Regions from separate parts of the Sus scrofa genome. Here region 2 is linked to region 1. A link is a contact called in public Hi-C data. All regions are on one chromosome and are shown on one strand. The core of a region is the stretch at or near the end of the contact, and the rest is flanking DNA. Distances in the headings are between cores, read along the strand shown. Region 1 holds the start of EPC1 (enhancer of polycomb homolog 1). Region 2 holds the start of LOC110255686 (patched domain-containing protein 3-like).

Region 1 (4,538 bases), core at 1,678-4,177:
ACTACATTTAATAAATACAGATTTTTTTCATGATAAAACATAGTTTATTATAATAATTCTAATCATAATCTCACCAAACTCATGAACTAAACACCTACAAAATGTTGCCAATTTGGAAAAAAATTAACGTCCAAAGAATCAAGAGCTAAAATGAAGCACAAGGTGGATTTAAAAATGGAGAATAATATAAAACAATGAATTGGTTTTTGCCTCGCAGATTTTAAACCTCCTCCTTTAGGGATATAAGAATCACACAGAGAAGAATATCTTTAACATAAATATCTATGGATGATTTCGAAAAGTGAAGATGTAACTATAATGATTACTCATAATCAATGATGTAATAGTCGATGATGTAGGAGAACAAAGAACATTGCATAGCTACATACGGACTTCACAGCATCAGTTTGTTTTTAAAAGGGGGGCTACATTATACAAACATTTTTAGTTTTCACCAATTAAAATGCAAAAAAAAAATCACCAGCTGAATAACAGAATATTTTAGCAATAAAGTATATTTTATTCAGTAGATTAACTTCAGAGAACTCAACTCTCCAGCACAGAGGGTTAGATCATGTATTTACACCTGCAGTATTTTAGTGTAGAAATAATCTATAATGCCAAAACTAGGCTTGATGGGGGCATTGAAATTTTATGAGGAGATAAAATGTTACAGTGAACAGTCTCAAATTTTTATAGCCAAGTATAAACAAAATATAGGCATAATACACAATTGTTGTTGAAGTTCAAGGGTCCTACACAGATAAAGAAATTATAGGGACACCAAAATCAGAAATACTATTCCTAGGTATTTTCACACATTCTTTTATGTCAACATTTTAAATGATTAGTGAAATGAGCATTTACATATTTCAAAGTGAGTAAAAACACTTACTATATTAACTCCAGAAATTTTTTACTCTCTCAAGAAATAATGTATTCAATCATATGAAAAGGTTGTCTGGGATACTATTTCAGTTGTTTTTGTTTTATTTGGCAAAATATTTAGGTACAATCACTGATCTCTACTACTTTCTTTTTCAATTAAGGACATATTTATTATCTCCATAAATAACTAAGGACCAGTAAAAACTATGTCATATCATAATGTACATTTTTGTTCTTGGGAGGCTTTGGGCCTAAATCCCATATTCTCTAATCAGATAACTCCCAATAAGAACAAAGATGGAAAAGATTTACCCTGCATTTAAATACATGAATACCAATATCTTTAAATTTAAAAGCAGTGGTACACAGATTCTTAAAAAAATTATCTCATTCAAAAATACTTGCTCTTTTCAAACAAGGAAACACATAAATTCAACCAAAATATCACTTTGAAATAAAACAAACAACAATGTAGGCATTATTACCTAGAAAATTCCCAGGAGAAACTTAGAATACTTATTTAAGAAATCCCTAGGTTCAAAATGAAATTCAACTTTTACAATGTTCAGTGAACTAAAACTCCAACATTTTGTTAGAAAGAAGACATAAGCACGGATGGTATTGTGAGAGAAGGAAAATGCAAGACGTTTCTGAGGAAAGAGAGAGTAAACTGACAGCTTATTATGGAAGAAATTTTGATCTAGAGATAATCAGATCAGATAAAACACAACTGCAAACTGCATGCCCGTCCCTGCTGCTCCTGGACGGGTTGTGACGACATGTCTGTTCTCACTCACAGTTCACAGTTCGCAGAAAACATTAAAATAACACAAACTGAATAATTTCCTCGCACCAAATCGAACTTTCTTTAAGGAAATAAAGGGAGAAGATAATAGATCAAATCTTGCCCCACCTCTTTTTTTTTTCCTCCTTTTTTCTTTTAGTGAAACTGACATAAATTGTTGAGGAGAGCTACAGCGCCACCAACACAGATCAATGCAAAACAAAAAAGATCTCCCACCGTGGGCAAAAAGAAAAAAAAAAAATTTTAGAAAAATGCCAAAAATTACAAAATGTCTCCCCAATGTACCTTTTTTGGAGAAAAACAGGATCTGCAAAGATTACCTAATGAGGGGCTACAGAGAATGACTATCATGGAACCCAAGTTTAGATCTGATCAGCAAATAAAAGATCCACTATTTAGTAACAGCCATAACTTAATATAAACCCGGTTATGTCAATCTCCACCTTCATTATACCAAGGGCAGCTTTTCTGTAGTTTGTATCCAAGTAATCCATCAAGAAAACCACAATAGGCCTATTTAAAACAACACAAAACCAAACTACATCCCTAGTTTGCCTGCTGATCATTTAGTCCTGGACAAATTAGGTAATACATAATTTTTATAAAGAGGATATGCACATATTTGGCATCACCAACATTGCTGGCACAAAACAAGTCCATCTTGAAATAGCTGAGTTCCCCTTAGCTCGCAATAATTAAAGTATAATTTATATTAGAAATATTTAGCTTGAATCACAGGCTGAAAAAACAAAAAACAAAAAACCAATTTCTTTCTTTCAGTAAAATTTAACCAGACAAGATTAGGTGGAAATGTGCAGAGATCAAAGCTAAAGAAAAAATACAAAGATTGCTTTTGTGAGAAGAAACACAATGAAAATCCTTTCTTAAAAATCTGAGTGGCTCCTTCCAAGACGTAAGGACAAAAATGTTTAAAATTACAAACTTACCATTCGTGGAGGCAAAGAAGAAGCCAGTCCTGGAAAAAGCATTGTAACAATATAGGCTGGATACTTGTGTCTCTAGAAACAACAGCCTCCAGGCAGCATATGGAGCTTCCAACATCTTTTAAAATATTTGGGAAAGAAAAAGTCAGACTTTCTTCCATGGTCGATGGCTGAATGGGGTGGCTTCCCCAAGATCTGTGGGCGTTTGGGAAAAATCGGAGAAATATCCACGGAAGATTCAAAGCAGAGGAGGCAGCGGCAGCCAGAAGACTCTGGGGTTAACAACTTTGCGATGGCGAGCAGGCGGGCTCTGATTGGCTGGGAGGCCAGCGTCCCCACAGTCTGCACTATCCCCCCGCTGCCCCCGCCTCCTGCAGCTCGGAAAAAAATGCAGTGTGAGTGCCATTTTACACTGGGCTTTTAAAAACACAGCCACCCAAATGACAAAGTCTGAGCTCGCTCTGAAGTGACACTGCAAAACAATAGCGCCCACGACTGCCTGCGAGCTCGCAAAAAGGCCCCTTTGATGGCCTAGGGAACACGCTTCTTTCTTGCTTATGGGTTTTTAGGGACTAACTAGCACGCTCTTCTTAAGCAGATTGTCATTCACAAACGTCGATGTCTAATTTGGATACAAATGTGGCCGTTGAAAAATGAATTCTATCGAAACATATTTGATTGGATAGCCTGAAGGTACCCGGAAAAGCCATGCACAAAATTCACACCGTTTTCAGCTCAGGGAGCTTAAAAAAAAAAAAAACTCCTTTAAAAAAAAAAAAAAAAAGAATTGGTTAGCCGTAACAACTGCCGTTGGTGCAGGAAATACAAATAAAATAATGATTTTAACCGTTACACTCAAAAAACAATAGGCATCCTTTTTTCCCCCCACCCCCCTTCTTAAAAATTGTTTCAGAAACCTTTACTGGCTGACAGATTTCTACCACTCAGCCTTACAAACAAAATGGCTGTGGTACTGAATTTTTTTGGATCCTCCCACTGTGGCTCCTCCCGGCCTCCAGGAAGTGGTAAAAATCCAAAATAAATACAGTACTAAAAGTACATTGTCCAGGCTGAAGTCGGTGAAGCTTTTGGTAAGGGGGGGAGGGATTTCTTAGAAATGTGCTGCTTTTTTATTAGTCTTTTTAAAAAATTGTTTTGGAAAGAATATCAATCACTAGAGATTTACTTGACTGTAATTTGAACTTCCTGCTTTACATATTTATAAGGTCTTTCACCTATCTTGGCAGGCTTTCAAATTAAGTGGGCTGGGAAATTTGATGCTGTGTGTCTAGTTGGGAGCTGAGTCAGGTATTTGGTGGTTGCAGCTGGGCTTTCAAATAAAAATGAAGTCGAAAACTTAAAAAAAAAAAAAAAAAGAATCAATGTGAAATGAATGCAGCAGTGTAGTTGATTGTAAATGTAAAGCCACCCAATCAGCAAATATCAAAATGTGTCAAATTCCGCATGGGTGTGTTAATAGAACACATTCGGTATAAACTTGTTGGCCAGCCACACTTCTAGGGAGCCAGGGGTAAAAAGGGGTTCAAAGGAACTGGCCAAAGAAAGGAGTGGGCAAGTATTTGCCTTCTATGGACCCCTCCCCCACCCCTACACACACACACACACACACACACACACACACACACACACACACACACACACCCCTTCTGGTATTTCTATCTCTGCCTAGCATTTAATAGGTAACATTCTTAGAAGAACTATGGTTGGGGGACTAATTTATTGTCTAAATCTGGACATTTTTGAGAGTGAACTATTTTTTTTTTATTTTGTAATCTCATCAGTAGTTACCGGATGAGAGTAAATTTCAATAACATTTATGTGATTATAATCAGGAAAACATCCTTAAGAAGTCCTCTAATGAAGAGAATAGACTAAAATTC
Region 2 (4,046 bases), core at 835-3,334, 40 kb after region 1:
GATAAAGAAGAGGAATGGACACCTATGATCAATTAATCTTTGACAAAGGAGGCAAAATATAAAATAGGACAAAGACAGTCTTTTCAGCAAGTGGAGCTGGGAAAACTGGACAGCCTCATGTAAATCAATGACACTGCAATGCATCCTCACACCATGCAAAAAAATAAACTCAAAATGGCTTAAAGACTTAGATGTAAGACAAGACACTATCAAACTCCTAAAAGAGAACATAGGCAAAACATTCTCTGAGATCAACCTTACAAATGTTTTCTCAGGTCAGTCTCCCATGGCAACAGAAATAAAAGCAAAAATAAGCCAATGGGACCTAATCAAACTGACAAGCTTTTGCACAGCAAAGGAAACCATAAAAAAACAACAACAGCAACAACAAAAAAAACAACTTACAGAATGGGAGAAAATAGTTTCAAACAATGCAATTGACAAGGGCTTAATCTCTAAAATATACAAACAACTTAAACAACTCAACAGCAAAAAAGCCACCAACCCAATTGAAAAATGGGCAAAAGACCTGAATAGACATTTCTCCAAAGAAGATATACAGATGGCCAACAAGCACATGAAAAAATGCTCAACATCACTGATTATTAAAGAAATGCAAATCAAAACTACCATAAAGTACCAGCTCACACAAGTCAGAATGGCCATCATTAATAAATCCACAAATAACGAATGCTGGTGAGGGTGTGGAGAAAAGGGAACCCTCCTGCACTGTTGGTGGAATTGTAAATTGGTAAAACCACTATGGAATATATATGGAGGTACCTCAGAAAACTAAATATAGAACTACCATATGACCCAGCAATCCCACTCTTGGGCATCTATCAAGACAAAACTTTCCTTAAAAAAGACACATGCACCCACATGTTCACGGCAGCACTATTCACAATAGCCAAGACATGGAAACAACCCAAATGTCCATTGACAGATGATTGGATTAGGAAGATGTGGTATATATGCACACAATAGACTACTACTCAGCCATAAAAAAGAACAGAATAATGCCATCTGCAGCAACACGGATGGAACTAGACTCTCATACCAAGTGAAGTCAGAAAGACAAATATGATATTACTTATATCTGGAATCTAACATACTGCACAAATGAACCTTTCCACAGAAAAGAAAATCATGGATATGGAGAACAGACTTGTGGTTGCCAAGGTAGAGGGGGAGGGAGTGGGATGGATGTATGGGGAATTTGGGGTTCATAGATGCAAACTATTGCCTTTGGAATGGATAAGCACTGAGATCCTCCCGTACAGCACTGGGAACTGTATCTAGCCACTTATTATGGAGCATGATAATGTGAGAAAAAAGAATGTATATATCTATGTGTGACTGGGTCACCTTGCTGTGCAGTAGAAAATTGACAGAACACTATAAATCAGCAATAATGGAAAGAATAAAAAGCATTTTTGTAAAAAAGGAGAGGAATGGGAGAGAAGGACATTTTAGCTTTCAGTTTGGGGTTTTTGTTTTTTTCACTTTTCATTCTATGCATTAACTTCTAACTTATTACAAGAAGAATGCTATGTCTGTAGCTACAAAGTAAGAACAATTAAGTTAGGTGTACCAGACTCACCAAAGCTTTACCCTAAGAACCTTGCTTCTGGATGATCCCCACCCCACCACTGCCCCGCAAGGTAAAAGCCGCCACTTAGAACACTTGTTCTCTGTCTCTCTCTGTCTCGTGTGTGTGTGTGTGTGTGTGTGTGTGTGTGTGTGTGTGTGTGTGTTTGTGTGTGTGCTGTGTATGTCTTTGTATGCGCGCCCGTGAACAAGCCAGACTCTCCCTGGAAGTTGAGTCTTGCAGACAGGCACGCATTTCACCCGCCTTTAAGAAGGTCCATCCTGAGAGGATGGGCGCCAGGGACAAATTTGGGGCTACCACGCGCTCCCCACCGAAGCACCAGCATCGGAGAGCGAGCAGCCGGAGCTTAAACGGATTCCCGCAGACTTTCTCCACAAAACCGTTGGGTGGGGTCCACGCGCCCCCCAACGAAGCCCCAGCATTGGGGAGCGAGCAGCCCGAGCTCAAACGGACTCCCGCAGACTTTCTCCAGGAACGGTTGGGTGGGGTGGAGAAGGGCGCTCCTGTCTGATCTGCCGTCCAGTTGGAGACGTTTGAGACCGTGGCCTTTCCTGCCGCCCAGAAATGAACCTTGGCTCCGCTAAGGTTGCGCCACAGGAGGAGGAAGAGGAGGAGGAGGAGGAGGAGCGCCTGCGGGGGGCGGGGAAACAGCCGGGCTCAGCATCCGAGGGGCGGGGGCCGGAGGCGGGGCCTGAGGCGGCCTCGGAGAGGGGCTCGCAGCTGCCTGGCGAGCCCGGGTCTCCGCCGCCGACGCAGCTCTGGGCGTCCGGTCAGGGGCCGGAACCCGACCTCAGCTGGGCGTCAGGGCAGCGCGCAGAGCCGGCACCCGAGAGGCAGCAGCCAGCGCGGTCTCCATCCGACAACCAGGTGTCCACGAAGCCCCGCTGCCACACCAACTGTCTGGAGGCGCCCCTGTCCCGAGCCTTCGGGCGGCTGGGATGGGCGGTGGGCTCGCACCCCTGGGTCTTCCTGCTGCTGCCCATGGTTTTGACGGCTCTCCTCGGCTGTGGCTTGATTTACCTGCCCAAGGATGCAGAAGAAGATATCGAGGAGCAGTACACTCCCATAGGGAGCCCGGCCAAGGCTGAGCGACGCTTTGTGCAGGGCCATTTCACCGCCAACGACTCTTACTACTTCTCCTTCTCCAGGAAGAGCACCGAGGTCAATTATGCTTTTGTTCTGGTGGTCTCCAACTCCGCCTCGCTGCTGCAACGAGAAAGCTTTCTCGAAATTGAGAAAGTGGACGAGGCAGTGCGGGCTTTGTCCGTGATGGGGGAAAACGGAACCCAGATCCAGTACAATGAGGTGTGCTCCAGGCACCAGGGCTACTGCGCCCCCTCCAACCCACTCTTGTTAGCCTGGAGAACAAACAGGGACTTCAACCTGCGCAACATCACTTACCCCATCTTCAGCCTAGCAGGTCGTATCACCTACCTGGCCGGCGTCCTGGGAGGAACCGTCTTAGGCGAGAGTTTGGGCCCGAGCCATTTACTCCTAGAGGCCAAAGCCATGCGACTGGGGTACTTCTTGAAGACGGGAGAAGAGGACAACCAGCGGAGCAAAACCTGGCTGATGCATTTCCTGAACCAAGTGAAGGACCTGGAGAAGAGTCTGGCTTTGGAGACTATCCAGGTACCCGGCTGCTGGGTTTTCAAGGGAGGCCAAGAGCAGGCGGGAGGGATGGTGAGACTTGTTCCGAGGACCATAGCAATAGCATCCTTGATTATCGGATGGAGTCTTGACGTGAAACTCAAGTCCTCTACTGCATTTGGTCCTTAATCCAACTTTCCTAAAGTAACACACTGAAGGCTGCCCCAAATCTTAAATCCTTGGTACCGTTCTGGTGAAAAACCACAAGCCCTACATCCTCAAGGTAGGTCTCCTCAGTACAGACATGGATCTTCAGGTTTAGTTTGGTTTCTGGGTCAAATTACTTTGAAATTCTTACTTTGAGTTAGTCTTTACTGTTTCTGGGAGCCCCCTAAAATTTGCTTGGAGTTCATTGGAATAAAAAAAATAACAAATCTTTAAGCAAAATCCCTTGGTGTTCTTGAGAAGGGTAACTAGCTGAGCAATTTTGAAGTATATTAGAGCACAGACCCAGGCACAAGTCAGCTCTTTCTTATTTGTTGGGATGGCAGACCCACTGATACCCTGAATAAGACTGGTAAAAGTGAGACACCTACTGGAAAAAGCCTTGTAGCCAGGCCTTTTGTGCAATTAAAATAGTACAAGAAAACAACCTAATAAAAATCTGGAAAAGCCAGAATGTCTATAGTTTATTCATGGTTTTAGTTTTACACCAGATTCTGATTTCATAATATTCAGGAGTTTTAAACTTTAGATTTTTGAAAGAAACTTTGGAAAGCATGCCAGAGATTTTGTGGGAAGGAACATATCTTTATTACTTTATTCTAAAATCATTATCCTGGTC

Evidence for each region. A called contact is a pair of places that touch in the nucleus more often than the background predicts.
Region 2: a contact with region 1 is called in a Hi-C map of liver, with 10 times the contacts expected there. The contact joins the promoter of LOC110255686 here to the promoter of EPC1 in region 1. A contact is called at or near these places in 1 of 5 promoter capture datasets (liver), 6 of 47 Hi-C or Micro-C datasets (embryonic fibroblasts, epiblast stem cells, heart right ventricle and 2 more) and 1 of 2 datasets of contacts at active chromatin or transcription factors (skeletal muscle).

What each region holds. Positions count from the first base shown.
Region 1 is chr10:42,943,932-42,948,469 of Sscrofa11.1, forward strand. EPC1 (enhancer of polycomb homolog 1) reads right to left here and starts at 2,928. Exons shown (of 14, transcript XM_021064807.1): 1 at 2,641-2,928. The coding sequence starts at 2,682. LOC106505154 (a long non-coding RNA gene) reads left to right here and starts at 3,059. Exons shown (of 3, transcript XR_001299281.2): 1 at 3,059-3,728.
Region 2 is chr10:42,985,063-42,989,108 of Sscrofa11.1, forward strand. It overlaps LOC110255686 (patched domain-containing protein 3-like), which reads left to right and starts at 2,085. Exons shown (of 4, transcript XM_021064808.1): 1 at 2,085-3,244. The coding sequence starts at 2,177.